3 separate regions of the Gossypium hirsutum genome follow, and regions 1 and 3 are each linked to region 2. A link is a contact called in public Hi-C data. All regions are on one chromosome and are shown on one strand. Each heading gives the region's core, a stretch centred on a gene start, on an enhancer-like site or on the middle of the called end of the contact. The rest is flanking DNA. Distances are from core to core; before and after follow the strand shown.

Region 1 (2,700 bases), core at 125-2,624, 170 kb before region 2:
TTAAATGACGCTAATGAGGTTTGATTTTGTGTGGATTACTCCACGAACTTCATGACTTTGTTATGGTAGACGTTATTTGATTGAGTTGAATGGAATCGCTCATTTGGGTTTTTTAAAAAAAAAACAATGCATTATATTTAATATATAATATAATTATAATTATTTTTTATTATTTTAATTAAAAATATTGAATATAAAGATTGAAGATAACAACAATAACTAATAAATGATAAAATTATCCTTTTATTTAATAAATAAGTGAATTTTTTAAATGAAACTTCAGGGTTTAAATACATTTTTCTTAATATTTTGAAGTTTAAAATTACTCCAAAACAACTACAAATAGCATTGTAAGGCATAATTGAACTAATATAAGAAGCGACTCATATATGGTGAGTCTTAAGTCTAAAAAAATTTAGAGACAAACATCACATGTTTTATGTAAAAGTTTTATGTAAAAGTGAGTTGAACTTAAGATATGTCGTAAGACTTTAGTCTTTATCAACTATACCAAAATCTCATTTATAATTCAACAAATATTTTAAAAAAATTCATTTATTTAATAAATATCAAATTTAAAGTATTAATGTTAAAGTTTCTCAAATTTATTACATGGAATCAATATTTAAATATGATGTAATTTATTAGATAGAACTAATTTGGAATGGATAGATTTAAGATATAATAAAAAAATAGATAAATATTAAAATTATACATGAATTTTAATTTAATGTGTAATGTTATAAATGAACTTTGATTTTGTGCAATTTTATACATGAAAATTTGATTTGATTCAATTTTCTCAAATTACTAACATCATCGAATTAGCACAATTTTACATTGATGTATTGTATACACAATTAGTTATATTAATCTGATATGAAAATAAATATATATTAATTAAAATGAGTAAAATTAAATCAAAAATAAAGTTTAATATACAAATAATTCAAATTACATGTGTATAATCGTAACAAATCAAAATTCATATATCAAATTATAAATTTAAGATTTACCCTTAAAAGAATTAAAATAAGTAAAAGAAAGCCGTATACTAACTTTAAATTTAGAAGTGTATAAACGGAACTCTCATCATATTACTTTCAATAATTATAGCACAAAAGATTTTCAATTAAAAGAGATGCGCAGTGGGGGATCCACGGTCCAACATTTTGACCGAAAACGGAAATGAAATCCCAAAGGTACCCTCAAAGCCTTATTTATGTCACTTTCCATTATATAGCGCGAACCCGTTTTGACTGCGTTCGGGCAACGGTCAGCACGTTCGGTCACCTCTTTTACTGCACGCTTCGCTCTCATTTCTCTAAGGAAAAAAAAAAGATAAAATAAAAATTATTTTTCCCTTTCTCTCTCAAAATCACTCCATCACTTGACTTACAAAGAGAAAGTTTTGAGAAACGCAAAAAGGAAAGTTCATTTCTTTTTTATTTTGTTTTTTAAAACTTGCTAAAAGAAAGGGTTTAAAAAAAGAGTAATTTTTGGCTTGGTTTTTTTCTGTTCTTTTTCTTTGTATATATGTTTTTGTTGGCTGCCTTTTTTGGGCGTGCTTTTGAATGGAGGGGAGTGGGATCAAAGGGAAGGATTTGATTGAGGAGATTTTTGGGCGGTAATGGTGGGATTTGAGAGCTAGGGTTTTTGGTTTTTTGGTTTTTTGCTGTAATGTTGTGCTGTTGGGGTTTCTGTATTGTTTGGATCTAAGGATATTTAGATTGAGAGCTTAAAAAAATTTAAATTAAAAAGTTGCAGCTTTTAGTTTCCCCTTTCTTTTGTCAAATGGAAGGAAGCAAAAAGGTTAAATCTTTGGTTTTGGTTTGTTTGATCTCGGTGCTACTGCATCCATTCTGGCTTATTTCTGCTAATGTGGAAGGTGAACATGTCTTACTTTTTTTTTCTCTACCGGCAACTCCTTTTTGTTATTTGCATTCAATTATTTTTGGAGTTTGATCCCTGATATTTGTAACTTCGCTGAATGGGGCTTTTGATATTTCTTCTTATAATTTGGTTTTGAGTTTGAAAATGTGTGTGCTTTATACTTGTTTTCCTGATGGTTGGAAGTTTCATTTTTTGTGTGTTCTGCTTTTGGGAGATTACTTTAGAAGTGTTTAATTTGATTGTACGGATTCTGATCCTTGTTGTCAATCAAATGTTAGTATTATGCAATATGGTTGTACAATTTGTGACTTTTGTTATATTGGGTATCTTAGAACATGTCTCAGAAAAATGCTTTTTCTAGAATGGCTTTGTAATAATTTCAGATTGTGACATTTTATTGTTCACAGTAGTTGCGTACTTTAGACATTAAATGTTGGTGATACTGTAGAAGTCATGGCTTCATCGCACAATTGAAATTGTTTTTCACATCCCTTGCTGGTTTGATAGCAGATCTATTATGCTCATGAGGTCATTAAACTCGCGCTGTTTAATATTAAAGAATTTTGTATTGCTTCTTTTTTGTTGGTTAACTACTGGTTCAATGTATGTTATATTTACATTTGACTTCCAGAACTGCAAAATTTAGAAGATTTTGTTGCTGTAACTGTTGAAGTATGATAGTACTGTTTCAAACTGTTTAAGCTTCTTCAAGTAACTGCTTTCTGCTTGTTGATAGACGTTCTAATGCTTTGTGAGTGTTGATGAATATGCTTTCTAGATATAGTTCGGTAGCAGGTTGGCTGTGCT
Region 2 (2,700 bases), core at 92-2,591:
ACAAAATGATAGATATTCAACCCATTATCTCTAAAAACTCATGGTTTCTTATGGAAGAACAAAGAATATAGAAAGTCATCTCCTAGAGTTTACAGTTTTACTCTTTACCAATAGAAAGTCATTTCTTCATTTTTCAAGGGTTGCCAGTAAAAACCAGTTGTTATCATCTTTAACTTACTCTCATATGCATGCTAACCTTACAGGTCCTCATACAGACCATCTTAGTTCCGCCCTATAGATGCTTAAACAAAGCAATTTAGTTTTATTCCCACATTATAGACAACCCCTCTTTCAATTTTCTTTTAATCAATTACTTCTACTCAATGCTTTTATTTTCCTTCTACTTTTTTTTCTTCCATTTTTTTGAAGTTTTCAATTAGCAAACAAGCTTAATTTCAATAGAACCTTAGTAAAACATATATAATTCCACACCAAAAGGAACTAATAAAGTAAGAACACTGAATTAGAATAATCCCATTAAGGGAAGTAAAAGCAACCTTTGAATTCTTAACAATATTTAGCATTATTTAAGAATTTAGCTCACTGGTTTTTATCATTTAATTAGATACTAGTAAAATTAGCACCTAAGCTACAGCATTACTAATTAATATTTCAAATAAAAAAGAAAAGAAAAGCGTAACAACTCAGTGTTATCTCGTTCAACTAGACAAACTCGACGATAATAGTATTACAACATAAAAAGGATAAAAAGGCAAGAAAAATTTGGGAGTAGAGAGTTAAGAATCAAAGATTACGCTTCCCCCTGATCTTTCCCTTACCACCGGCGCGGCGCTTCTTTTTGGCGATCTTCAATTTCTTTTTGGACATCTTTCCTATTCTACCAATAGCTCTCAAGGAGGCCTTGGTCTTGTTTTCATCACAGTCAGCCATCTCCACCTCTGTCCAATGGCAGAAAACGAATGAATTACATATATAAACAGAAGGGAAAAAGAAAATCTGAAATTGAATCATATGTATATATATACCCATGGAGTTCAGATTGGTTGTTGCGGAACTGGGTGCGGTAACTTGTTCTTCGAGCTGCATAGAACCAGAGGGTGGGGAAGAGGCGGGCAGCTTAGGGGCAGCCAGGGCAGCCTCTATGGCAACCATCTTAGCTTCATCTTTCTTCTGATAGAAAGGTTCCACTATTTCCCTCCTTATGGCTCTCAGCCTCTTCTCTCTCTTCGATCTCATCGACTTTGCCATTTTCTTTTAGGATTTTCCCTTGTTCTTCTTAAACGTTAAGAAGAAAATATTGCTAGGGTTTCTGTTTCTTTCTATTACTCCAGAGTCTAGGGTTTTTGGCATTTATTTGTACGAGTCTCGGTTCAGGTTTGTTTGGTTGTAGGGCTGCCTTTATCCTATCCCGATTACAAATACGGTTTCCGGAAACGCACCGTTTCATATATTATTTATCCAATCAAAAGAATAATAGAGTTCATGAATCCTGATGTAGGCCCTACTCTAAAATAATATGACCTGTTCCAATTATATAGTACAAAAGGTTCAATTTTTGTTATTAGACCCTATACTTTGTGTAAATTGTAGATTTAGTACATGTACTTTAATTTGATTAATTTTAGTCCTTACCTTTTTGAGTTTTGAAATTTTAATCCTAACCCGATGGTAACAGTTAAATCTGTTTGGTTAAATTATGTCATTAGTCTTGTTTTAGGTGTAAAGTTATAGATTTAGGCCCCGTTCTCCATTGCGTTTTAGAAGGACTTCTGCAATAAAAAGTCCTTTTCTCTTAAAAGGAATGAAGAATGGCCTCCATTTTCTCAAAAAATTCACCATCTAAAACGTCATTTTCTCCAAATGAAGAGCTAAAAATTTCACCATCGAAAAAGCTTGAAGTGCTTTTGGCTGATAATTGACCAAATTAACCTGTCTTCTCCCCCCCCCCCAAAAAAAAAACGTTCTTTCCTCTACTGTGAAAGCTTTATGCCCATTTTTTTCACATTTTCACTGTGAAAGCTCTTTCCTGTTCTTTATTTCTCTTCCGCAGGTGAGTTTGTTTTCTTCTTCTTCTCTTTAATTATTAATTATGCTTTGTTTTTAGTTGCTTTTTAGTTCCTCTTCCGCAGGTAAGTAACTCTTCCAACAGAAAAAAAAAAGAGGGAAAATTCTGGCTTTTGTGTCTCTTTTGCTTTACTGCTTTGTGCCTCTACTGCTGCTTTGCTCTGCCTCTTTTGCTTTGGGCCTCTTTTGCTTTACCGCTTTGTAACTCTTCCAAACTATTTTGGTTGATAAAAATAGAAGAAATATAGACTAAATCAAATTTCGTATCCAAATTCCATATCGTTGCTGAATTCTCTGTATCTTTTGTATTTAAAAGTTTTGATGATGTTCTTTTTAATTGTTTCTAGGGTTTAGCTTTACGATAAGAAACATTACTAATTACTCGAATTCAAGCTCTCCAATCTATTGTTGATATTTCGATACTGAAAATTAATTATATAAATGATCATAAAATCACATTCGACGGTTGGATTTTGCAATGAATCTCCAAATATTTAACAATTATTGTTATTTTTGAATGAATGAAACGTACTTTCTTTCTTATGCACGAAAAATTGTTGTATTTTTTTGATTTTTTTTAAATTTTAGTAGGAAAAAAGTATGATTAATTCAGTTAAGTGATATTGTCATTAGACAGATAGCTTTTTGTAATTGCTTATCTAAATGTGTTTGTTT
Region 3 (2,700 bases), core at 166-2,665, 170 kb after region 2:
CAAAAATACTCTTTCATAGTTAAAATAAGTTATATTATTCAAGTGTAATTTAGTCTTTTTATTTAAAAAAAACAATAAAAGTATGAATATGATGAGATTTGAATTCGAACCAATTGCATTAGTAAAATATTTAATTTACCACTTAGCTAAAACTTTATTTTGATATTTTAATTTTAATTTTTATCATGCACACTTTATTACGTATATCAATTGTGTATCTATGTTAATGTATTTCGTTGAGTTGGTGTAACAAGTTAACTCGACACTCAAGATTGATGACAACACCATAATGAACAATTTTAATCTAATTTATTTTCATTTTAACATCGCACATATTTAATGTGTTATTATTAAGGGTAAATTACCAAAATAGTTACTTTTGTTTGCCTCATGTTACATTTTAGTTACTTTTGTTTGAAATGTTACGTTTTAGTCACTTACGTTATTGCATTGTAACATTTTAGTCACAGAGCCGTTAACGGTGTAACAGTAAGCTAACGTGACACGTTAAATCATCATTTCAAACAAAAATTTTAGGTTAAATTCTACAATTGGTTCATATATATATATTTCATTTTGAGCAATTTAATTTTTTTTATGTTCTTTTAACTTTCCTTTTTTTTTCATTCTCTTCTACTTCTCCCTCTGTTTTCCTCCCTTCCTCATTTCTTTTAACGTAGTTTTTCTATATTTTTCATTTGTTAAAACTAGTCCACAATCTCACCTCACTCGAAAAAATTAAATTGTTCAAAAAAAATAAAAGTATAGATTCTAATTTTAATAAATGAAAAACATAAAAAAATTATGTTAAAAGAATTAGGTAATGAAGGGAAATAGAGGGAAAAGCAGAAGGGAATGGAAAAAAAGTTAAAAGAATATAATAGAAAAAAATTACTCAAAACCAAAAAATATGAGATCGATTGTATAAATTAACCTAAAAATTTTGTTTGAACTGATGTTTTAACATGCCACGTCAGTTTATCGTTATACTATTACTGAAAATTAATGGTTCAGTGACTAAAATGTTATAATGCGATAACGTAAGTGACTAAAATATAATATTTTAAAACTAAAATGTAACATAAAATAAACAAAAGTGACTATTATAATAGTTTACCTTATTATTAATTAGTTTCAACTCATATATTTTATTATTATATACTAATTTTAAATATTTATTTATATTCTAAATTTGTACTTTCTATATGTATATGGTGTGCTTTAGGAATAAAGTACACTAATTAGATCCTACCCGATGTTAAGATATGGAAAAAATTAAATTTTTTATTTTCTGGCAGGAGGCAGGTACGCATCCCTTGGAAATGGATAAAATATTAAAGGACGAAAAAAAAGGACGGTGCCTGTACGCTTGCTCCTCTTTCCTTTTTCACATAATTTTCTAACCTCAGCATTTATTATTCTGTCACATTTTCTTTTTCCTATTTTGTCCATCGCATACCATTTCTATTTCTCTAACTCTTTCATATTTTCATGAAAAAGAACCGAAAAAAAGTTTAAACAGAAACAGTTACACCGAAAAAGGAGTAAATGGCTCCACTACTTCTTCCTTCCTCTCCAATCCACTCCTTTCCCGCCACTCCAAAACTTAGCTTCCGTTCAAAACCACGCCCCATCATACGCGCCGCTGCGGGACTTGAAGTTGATTCTTTCACGAAGAAGTCAGGTTACCTTTTCCAGCTCAGTGCCTTTGAGGCTGAGTCCTTACTCGATTACAGCCCTTCACGAATCGCCGCTATTTATAGAAGAAAACCCCTGATTTTGTTGCGTCGGCTTATTCAAGTCGGTACTACTTTTGGAAAATGGTTCGGAGTTCGATATATTGATAATCTTATGGAACGATCCGATCAAATGTTCAAGGTTTAACTTTAATTACTCCTTACGTTTAAAGTAGACTCACTTTCTGAGAAAATTGATGCTGACGTCGAATTTGTTTGACTCCGTTTTCTAAATTTTTACGCCATTAGAATTATGTGTTGTTACTCCCAAAAGTTAAAAATTCAATTTTTTATTATTCCAAAATTTTAATTTCAGCCGAAGGAAGCCTTACATATTTTGAAGTTTTCTTGAAATTTTGATTTTTACTGTTTCTGATTTGCAGGTTAGAGCTGCCGAGCTTCGAAAAATTCTGGTGGAACTTGGGCCGGTATATTATTTCAGTATTGTGCATAAGATTCAGTTATAAAGCGTTTGTCTTGCATGTTAAGCTCGGGGAGATTTAAATTTCTGTTAGTTCATCTATTAACTGATTCCCTTTATAATCAAACCGACCATCATTTGGCTGATATCTTTACATTTTCACCTGTCCCCTATTTAAATTTTACTGTTAAGTTATGATTTTTTTCTACTGAACATTGCGCTTTTTTGTAGCTTTGTTTTTCTCAAAATTCCAGTTCATCGGTACTTAAAAAAGTTAAATGGTACAGAAAATTCAGTCAATGTTTAAAATATTTGTGGAAAATAGTGGAAAAAGGTTCACAATGTTTTAGAGAATGCAAAGTGCAGCTGAACAAATGATTCGATCATCATAGAGATAAAGGGAAAAAGGGAGCAGGGGCAGCAGGAAGTAAAAGCTTGTTCACTTTAAATGTCACCTGAAAATTCTAGAAAATCATGATATAGATATTAATGTGATGTTTACTTTATCATTCATGTTTTAGCCACTAGAGCGGTTTATGCTGT

The links. Hi-C and Micro-C count contacts between places; a contact is called where the count stands out from the background.
Region 1: a Hi-C map of leaf shows a contact between it and region 2, with 2.0 times the contacts expected there. The contact joins the promoter of LOC107889821 here to the promoter of LOC107889813 in region 2. A contact is called at or near these places in 15 of 34 Hi-C or Micro-C datasets (anther, callus, hypocotyl and 2 more).
Region 3: a contact with region 2 is called in a Hi-C map of leaf, with 2.0 times the contacts expected there. The contact joins the promoter of LOC107889745 here to the promoter of LOC107889813 in region 2. A contact is called at or near these places in 6 of 34 Hi-C or Micro-C datasets (hypocotyl, leaf and seedling).

Annotation. Positions count from the first base shown.
Region 1 is chrD06:30,021,345-30,024,044 of Gossypium_hirsutum_v2.1, forward strand. LOC107889821 (somatic embryogenesis receptor kinase 1) reads left to right here and starts at 1,375. Exons shown (of 11, transcript NM_001326767.2): 1 at 1,375-1,888. The coding sequence starts at 1,795.
Region 2 is chrD06:30,187,905-30,190,604 of Gossypium_hirsutum_v2.1, forward strand. LOC107889813 reads right to left here and starts at 1,342. Exons shown (of 2, transcript XM_016814372.2): 1 at 987-1,342; 2 at 591-899. The coding sequence starts at 1,209. The coding sequence ends at 745. LOC107889803 reads left to right here and starts at 1,770. Exons shown (of 3, transcript XM_041095469.1): 1 at 1,770-2,011.
Region 3 is chrD06:30,353,348-30,356,047 of Gossypium_hirsutum_v2.1, forward strand. LOC107889745 reads left to right here and starts at 1,416. Exons shown (of 20, transcript XM_016814338.2): 1 at 1,416-1,878; 2 at 2,120-2,164. The coding sequence starts at 1,549.